Regions from separate parts of the Pan troglodytes genome. Here region 1 is linked to region 2. A link is a contact called in public HiChIP or PLAC-seq data. All regions are on one chromosome and are shown on one strand. The core of a region is the stretch at or near the end of the contact, and the rest is flanking DNA. Distances in the headings are between cores, read along the strand shown.

Evidence for each region. HiChIP or PLAC-seq counts read pairs in DNA pulled down with a chosen protein or histone mark.
Region 1: an H3K4me3 HiChIP or PLAC-seq map of stem cell-derived excitatory neurons shows a contact between it and region 2, with 12 times the contacts expected there. The contact joins the promoter of CDV3 here to the promoter of TMEM108 in region 2. A contact is called at or near these places in 1 of 7 Hi-C or Micro-C datasets (stem cell-derived neural progenitor cells) and 1 of 1 datasets of contacts at active chromatin or transcription factors (stem cell-derived excitatory neurons).

The regions. Positions count from the first base shown.
Region 1 is chr2:136,819,297-136,822,941 of NHGRI_mPanTro3-v2.0_pri, forward strand. CDV3 (CDV3 homolog) reads left to right here and starts at 1,512. Exons shown (of 5, transcript XM_063806237.1): 1 at 1,512-1,626; 2 at 3,090-3,166. The coding sequence starts at 3,156.
Region 2 is chr2:136,282,760-136,286,639 of NHGRI_mPanTro3-v2.0_pri, forward strand. It overlaps TMEM108 (transmembrane protein 108), which reads left to right and starts at 2,022. Exons shown (of 6, transcript XM_016941951.4): 1 at 2,022-2,162.

The sequences.
Region 1 (3,645 bases), core at 262-2,761, 540 kb after region 2:
GATGGTGATGGGCAGTACTGAACCTGGCCTGCATCACAGGAAGATATATGTTGTCATAGAAGGAAGTCACCTTGGGAGCTGTTCATGTTTGGGGAATAGTATATGTATAAGCTCAAGCTACTTGCTGGCCAAGGCTAGGTCCTCGATTTATTTGACATTCAGAAGTTAGATTTTTTTTTTTTTTTTGAGACGGAGTTTCACTGTTGTTGCCCAGGCTGGATTGCAATGGCGCGATCTCGGCTTACCGCAACCTTCGCACCCCCGGGTTCAAGCAATTCTCCAGCCTCAGCCTGTAGCTGGGATTACAGGCGTTAGCCACTACGCCTGGCTAATTTTCGTGTTTTTAGTAGAGACGGGGTTTCATTATTTTGGTCAGGCTGGTCTCGAACTCCTGACCTCAGGTGATCCGCCTGCCTCGGCCTCCTGAAGTGGTGGGATTACAGGCGTGAGCCACCGCGCCCAGCCAGAAGTTAATTATTTAATAGCAGTGTAAGTAGGGGGTAGGAAAAGAGAAACTTTAATGGGGTAACTGTAAAGGAAAAGACGAAGAAGTCACTCCATTTACTGGCTGGATTCTATCTACCCCATATGGCTACCAACATTTGTCTGAGTCATTTCCTCAATGGTTGTGACAGCTCCCTCTTCTGCTTTTAGAAGGAGGAAGTAGAAAGTTTAAGAGCTTACTTTAGACCACCTTTTGCATATAGAATTCATTTCATTTTCAAGGCCCCAAGGGTATTTAAATGGGCTTTAAACCCATTTAAACCTGGCTTTCGCCTGGGCATTTTGGTCTCCACCCCTATGATAAGACAGTCCCCTCCTTTTATCAGGGATAGAAGCTAAGGATAAACTGTATCATCATCTAGACTCAAGTCAGGGCGTTAAGCAATGTGCTGGGCAGCTAATAATGTTGACTCTCTTCCCTCCATCCCCCTATCTTGTAAGAAATAGTATACCCACTTTACAGATTAGGGACTTGACGATAGGATTTATTGAACTTGACCTTGGTAAACATAATCCAGAGGGTGGAGTTCAGACAAAATCCCTTTTTACCTACCAACCAGCCTATGAAAGATCTTTTAGTAAATGGGACCTAAACTTCAGGCTCACTGCTCCTCTCATTTTCACAACCAACCGGTAAAGAAGAAAAGTAATGGTTGCCACACCAGAGAGGGTGGAAGTACAGAAGCGATCAGAGGAGAGGAACAATCTTTAACACAGTTGGCTTAACGCAGTGCCTGTCCGTTTCGCGACAGTTCAAACGACTACTATGGGGCCACGGTTTGTTCTGGGCCAGGAAACACACGTGCATCCTGCGCATGCGCCCAAAAGGAACCCACTGCCCCTCCTGCAGGACCTCTTTAGCCAAGTCATCAACCAGCCCTCAACATGCCCGCCCTCAAGACTAAACCCTCGGCCAATCGGGAAACCGGAGTCGCCCGGCACGTCACTTATTTTGCATATGCCCTCCTCTCCCCGCCCCCATGCTTGGACTCCGCCCCGTCTGGGTCAGGGATTGTCACCTAAGAGCTTCGTCCTGGCACCTGATTGGCTCTCTTTCCAGCTCCGCCTCCATCTCCTCCCGCCGCCCGCCCCTTGGCGACCCACAGCGGCAGGCAGAGCAAAGTACGCAGGCGCAGGCGCTTCCTCTCTTTTCTAGCGGCCCGCCCTCCCTCCTCCCTCTCCCTCCCCTCCCCACCCCCTTCCCCTCCTCTCCAGGCCTGCGCGCGCGCCTCTTCCTCCGGCACGCGCCGCTGCTAGCCGAGCACTCTCGCCAGAACCTCTGGCTCGCGCGTGCCTTTTCCCCTCAGGTGGGGAGAGAGGGATCCTGCTCCGCCGTCGCAGCAGCAGCGGCAGCCCCGGCAGCCTCGGGCGACAGCGGCGGCGCGCGAGCCCCCGGGCGGACCGTACCACCGCTCGCCAGCACGCAGGGGGAGCCGCCCGTCTCGCCGCGCACGCCTCGGCGACCCCGCGGGGCTGAGGCGTCGCCGCGCCCGGCAGCGTGAGCGCAGAGCCGGCCTCGACCCCGAGCTCGGAGCCCCGCGGGCCGCGCCCGCCGCCGGCCCCACCCATCCGGGTCGAGGAGGCCGAGGCCATGGCTGAGACGGAGGAGCGGAGCCTGGACAACTTCTTTGCCAAGAGGGACAAGAAGAAGAAGAAGGAGCGGAGCAACCGGGCGGCGAGTGCCGCGGGCGCAGCGGGCAGCGCCGGCGGAAGCAGTGGAGCCGCGGGTGCGGCGGGCGGCGGGGCGGGCGCGGGGACCCGGCCGGGTGACGGCGGGACCGCCAGCGCGGGGGCTGCGGGCCCAGGGGCCGCCACCAAGGCTGTGACGAAGGTGAGGGGCCGGGAGGCCGGCACTCGGGGCCCGGGCCGCGCGCCGGCGCCCCATGTGCCCGCCCCCGCCTGCCGGGGAAGCGTCCGGGAGGGGCCGCGGAGGCCGGGCGGACGGGCGCGGGCCGCCACGTGACGCAGGCTCTCCACCTCGGGCTGGGCTCGCCAGGGCCGGGACCCCTTCCGATACCCGCGGTGGAGCCGCCCTTCCCACCCCGCGTCGCTCGGCGTTAGCCAAGGCCCGGGCGGCGCCACCCTCCGGGGGCACTAGGTCTGGGGCCGCAGTGCCCAGCACAGAGCAGCGTTTATCGGGTGACGTCTAGGCTGAGTAATTCCGTGTGCTGACCTCAGCCCAGTAGTTTGAGCTGAATTTTCGCTTTCAGCAGCCGCATTTGTAGCAGCTCTTTTGTGATGACTTAGTCTCTAAGCCCGTGAAAGAAAAAGAAAACTCTCCGTGGCAAGGTTGAAGTAGAAATGTAGTTGTGAAATTCCTACTGACTTCTTCCATCGGCTTTTCTTAGTTGCTTAAAGTAATAGCTCCCATGCAGGAACCCAGCGGAAGTATAGTGTTAGCCTACAAGCATGTTTGTCCTCCATTTAGCCTAGTTTGCCCCAGAAGGAAGCAAGGGCTTTGACCAGAAGACAAGTACATACTTAGTTTAGGTTCCAGCCACTCGATCCACTTTTCGTAGTGTGTTGTTTGCTTAGTTATATGTCTACAAAAAGCTTTAATTGATCAAATGGCGTTTGTTTTACAGGACGAAGATGAATGGAAAGAATTGGAGCAAAAAGAGGTTGATTACAGCGGCCTCAGGGTTCAGGCAATGCAAATAAGGTATAGTCTGGTTACAAATGTGTTTAGATAACCTTTGGGATAGATATTGGATACAAGTTAGGTTTTCCTTTGGCCCCAAAGCAGCATCATAGTAGCCTTGTGCTCTAGATATGCTTATTAGGGCTCAAATGGGTTGTCTACTCTTTCTCACTCCATGGAGGCAGCCCTTCCGTGTGCTTATGAAATTAGCTGCTGACTCTAAAATCCTGTGAGAGCTTGCCTACTTCCAGTTCTGGTTAGGCCTTTTCATTTGAGACAGCTAAAGTGGATTTTGTCGCTTCAAAATTTTTACTTTTAACATCGGTGATTGTACTTAGTTTTGGTTTCAAAAGTAATGTGGATGTTTTTCACATCCTCTCCAATAAGCAAGTGAATATGTTTTTGTAATTGAAGTATATCATACTTACAGAGAGATAGAGGTTTTATGTGTTCACACAGTGCAACCAACCTGTGCAATAAGCACCAGGTCAAGAAACTGA
Region 2 (3,880 bases), core at 772-3,271:
GCACACGTTTACCTTTGTAACAAACCTGCACATCCTGCACATGTACCCCGGAACTTAAAAAATAAAAAATAAATGCTCAAATGGAAATCTGTTTTAGTTAAGAAGGGCATAAAACAAGTAAAGCTATTACCAGAGAGTTTATCAGTTTGGCATAGTTAACAAAAGGCAATACGTTCTTTTAGAAATATTTAGTTAATCAATTGAAATTAAACCTAGTTGTGGACCTAGCTTTTCAATTTAGTCCATTGACTAGTCTTTGGAGTATTTATTACCTATGAATTATTTTTGGCCTTTAAAAATCAGTTCTCAAAAATTATGTGGAAACTTTCTTCTGTTTACAGAGTGTGTATGTCATTAGTGATTTGTGTTGCGGAGTTTAGTTTTCCCTGTTAAAAAATGCGTCTATCGATCTAGCAGCTTATGCAGGTGTTCTCAAGCATGGATGGATATCAAATCGCCAGTAGAACTTTTTAAACCTATAGCTGCCCAAGCCCCACTTCTCATCCCAATCAGAATCTCCAGGCACAGGGCCCCACAACCTACTTCCATAAATACTTACCATCCAGCTAGGCTTGAGAACCACTGGTTTAATGACAGCAAACAAACTTTTTTTTGAGGCTTTCAAAACATTTTTCTTGCTTAGACATTTCTTTACTCCTGCTGTAGCCAGAATCATTGCTGTGACAGGTTTAACATGTTCCCAGAAACTCTGAATTTTGTGCGATGCCATCTCTGATAGGGACAATGTGATGAACAATGTCTGAGATTGCTAGGTGGGCTTCACTTCTGGGGATGAGAAGCCAGAGAAGTTCAGGACACACTGACAAAGGTGAAGTTTTCTCTAAGCGACAGTTTGATCACCTTGATAGTGAGAGAGAAATGCTGAAGCAGGGTTATACCACCTGGTTTCAAGAGATGAGAGATGAAGGTTTTGGAGAATTCAGCACTTAAGAATCTTGAACCACGGCGGTACACTACTGGGTAATAAGAGCTTGGCTACGCTGAACAACAAAGGTTCTAGCTGGCCAGTCCGAAAACACTGAGTCCTTAGGTCAAATTTGAGAGATGACAGGGCCAGTGGGAGTCCTAACTTCTTGACTCTGGAATTACTGACAGAAGAATATTTGGACAGTTTTTAAGACCCCCAAGGCATATTATTTCACAACCTCTTTAGCTTATGCCTGAATTTGTGCTGTGACTGTTAGCTTCCCGGATGTTTTCTCCACATGCTTCTTTCTGAACTAGCCTGTATAGTTCTACAACAAATTGTTACGTTTTGAGAAGCAGGGACCACTTATACCACTTCTCTGGCCAAGTGTCTGGCACCGCGCCACTCAGACACACACGCCCAACCCTTTAGGATTAACGTAGACACAGTGTTCTCTTCCATGGCCATTCCGTCTCCACTTTTGGTTCCACACTCCAGTCACCAAGTTGGCATGATTGCTGCTCCATAGACCAAGGGTGGGTAATGTGGGGATTAAACACACCTTCCCTCAGCTGGTGCCCAAACTGTAAGCATCACCGGGACACCCCATGTAGCCACAGGAACGCTTCTCATCAGTGGAAGAAGGACAAGAAAGGTCGTGCAAGTTTCAAATTACGTGGAGCTGGGGCTACAGCCATTACTTTCGGACAGGTGCAATTCAAAGCGTGATCCTCCGACCAAGAGCTTCGTCATCGCCACCTGGGAGCTTATTAGAAATGCAGGATCTCAGGTCTCCACCCCAGACCTTCTGGATCAGAATCCGCATTTTAACAAGATAGTCAAGTGATTCTTATTTATATTAGAATTTGAGAAGTCAATTGATCTGGTAATTGATCAACTGAGTGCCACTTAGCCCCCGAAAACAGAGACCCTTTGTGCCAGCCTCGCACCCGCTCTGCTAGGTAGCAACCGAACCCCCAGAGACATCGGAGCGGGCGCTGCCGAGGGCAATTTGGTGATTGGCTGGTCTCACCACGTGACCGGCGCTGAGCCTTCCGTGCGACTGGATTGGCTGTCGCGGACGCTGACGGACAAGGCCGGGGCGGGCCAGAGCCTGGTCGGAGGGGCGCGCGCGGGGGCCCGAGGGGCGAAGGCGCGAGTGCGCGAGAGCGCGTGCGCGAGCGGTGGGGCTTTCTCCTGAGCCGTCGGAGGGAGCCGGAGCGCTTCTCCCGAGGTAAGCGGCGCTACGGGGCGGCCCCCCAGTCCTTCCCATGCTGGGTCCCGGCAAGCGGGTTAGGCTGGGCTGGGCGGGGCGCGGGGAGGTGTGGGGTCAGCTTGCCCCGGGAGCCCAGCTTCAGGGAGGATGCAGCCCCGGTTGCCTTGGTTTCCCTTTTCCTATCCTCTCAGGCACCTTCCCATCCTCCCCACTGCGTGACGGGTCTGCCCGAGGGGAGTTGCCCACCTGGCAGCCCTGCCTCCGCCTTTGTTTCCCGCCTGGAGGGTTGCTGGCATGAACCCCCTCCCCAGGTGTAGGGTGCGGGTGATGGGGCGCGGGCGTCAGGAGCGCTGGACCTGAGCTGGGGCCGAGGAGGAGGTGGCTTTAATGCAGGGGGACCTGTCACATGGGAAAACGAAGAAGAAGAAATGTAGTGTCACTTTGGCCAGCCCGTGGGACTCGAACTAATCCCGCGGCCGCGAGCGAAGCCAAATTCCTAGCGCAGCTGTGCGAAGAGCCCTCCTGCCTAGGTGCCGGCGGCCTCGCCGGGGACGGAGCCTCCGTGCTGCCCGGGAGGTTGCTCTGCCGGCTGGACCTGGCGGTTTTCACCCCAGAGTTTCAGCGAAATTGAACGCTTTGAGCCTGCTGGAGGAATCCAGAGATTGGTTCAGGGGCTATTTTTTTTTTTTAAGCAGTTGGGCACCGGTGGAGCCGGTCTAAATGAGAGTCTACAAAAACGAATTTCAGATGCAGCGTAACTGATGACTGGTAAATGGTGAGGAGGGAAATGCCTGCAGTGAACTGCAGACCACCACACTGAGATTCTTCCTTAAGAAGATAGGTTTTTTTTTTCGGAGGAAGGGTTGTAGTTTCTGCAAACAGGTTTTTCTGGGGGTACCCAGGAAGGTTATTACTTATTTTCAGCATGTTACTGGGTTGTGGGGAGAGGGAAGGCAGGGTCTAAACTAAACCTACTCAGACATCCTTAATTCTTTGAAAAGTGTGTGCTCGATGAAGACCATTTGGCTGCCAAAAGAGGTTTGTATGGGAGTCCGGGGGAGATGGATTGTTGCCTTTAAATCATACTTTAAAAAGGGGAAGGTATGTCCAGGAACTTAAGAGCAGATTAAGCTATGCAAAGTATTCCCTGCCTCTCCTCCATTTCCCCAGACAGCTCATAGGCAAACATAAAAAGTCCCTTCAATTTTCCACGGGTTAACTTCTTGATTTATTGGATACACCTGGTAATCTACTCTGTAAGAAATGGTTCAACTAACTCATTATGAAGATATTACTGTGTTCTGGAGTTTCCACGTAATTTATTCAGAACTCTTTCTGGTATGAGATGGACAAGGGTCTCTCTACCTTGTCCCTTGGAGACATCCTGATACCTTCAAAGCCCTTTATAGCTCTTACATTCCCTGTACAACATCATGTTTCTTTAGGAAATGACCTGATTTCAAACCTCTAAAACACACCCCATGCCTGTGAAATGCCTACACTTGCCAAGAATTCAGTTTACTAGGCAAGATAAATATTTTTTTTTAAGAGGGAACACCTAAATTTGTTAGGGGTATCAAATTCAGGTTTATCAGCCACAGGAAATCAAATTTTGTCGGTTTTCTGAGATGAATGAAAGTAAAAGAACAAGTTACTGCAAAGCTCATTTAGAATATCACAAATGACCCTAGTAAAGTGAAATATAGGTTGTCACCTGATAGACTGTCACACAAACC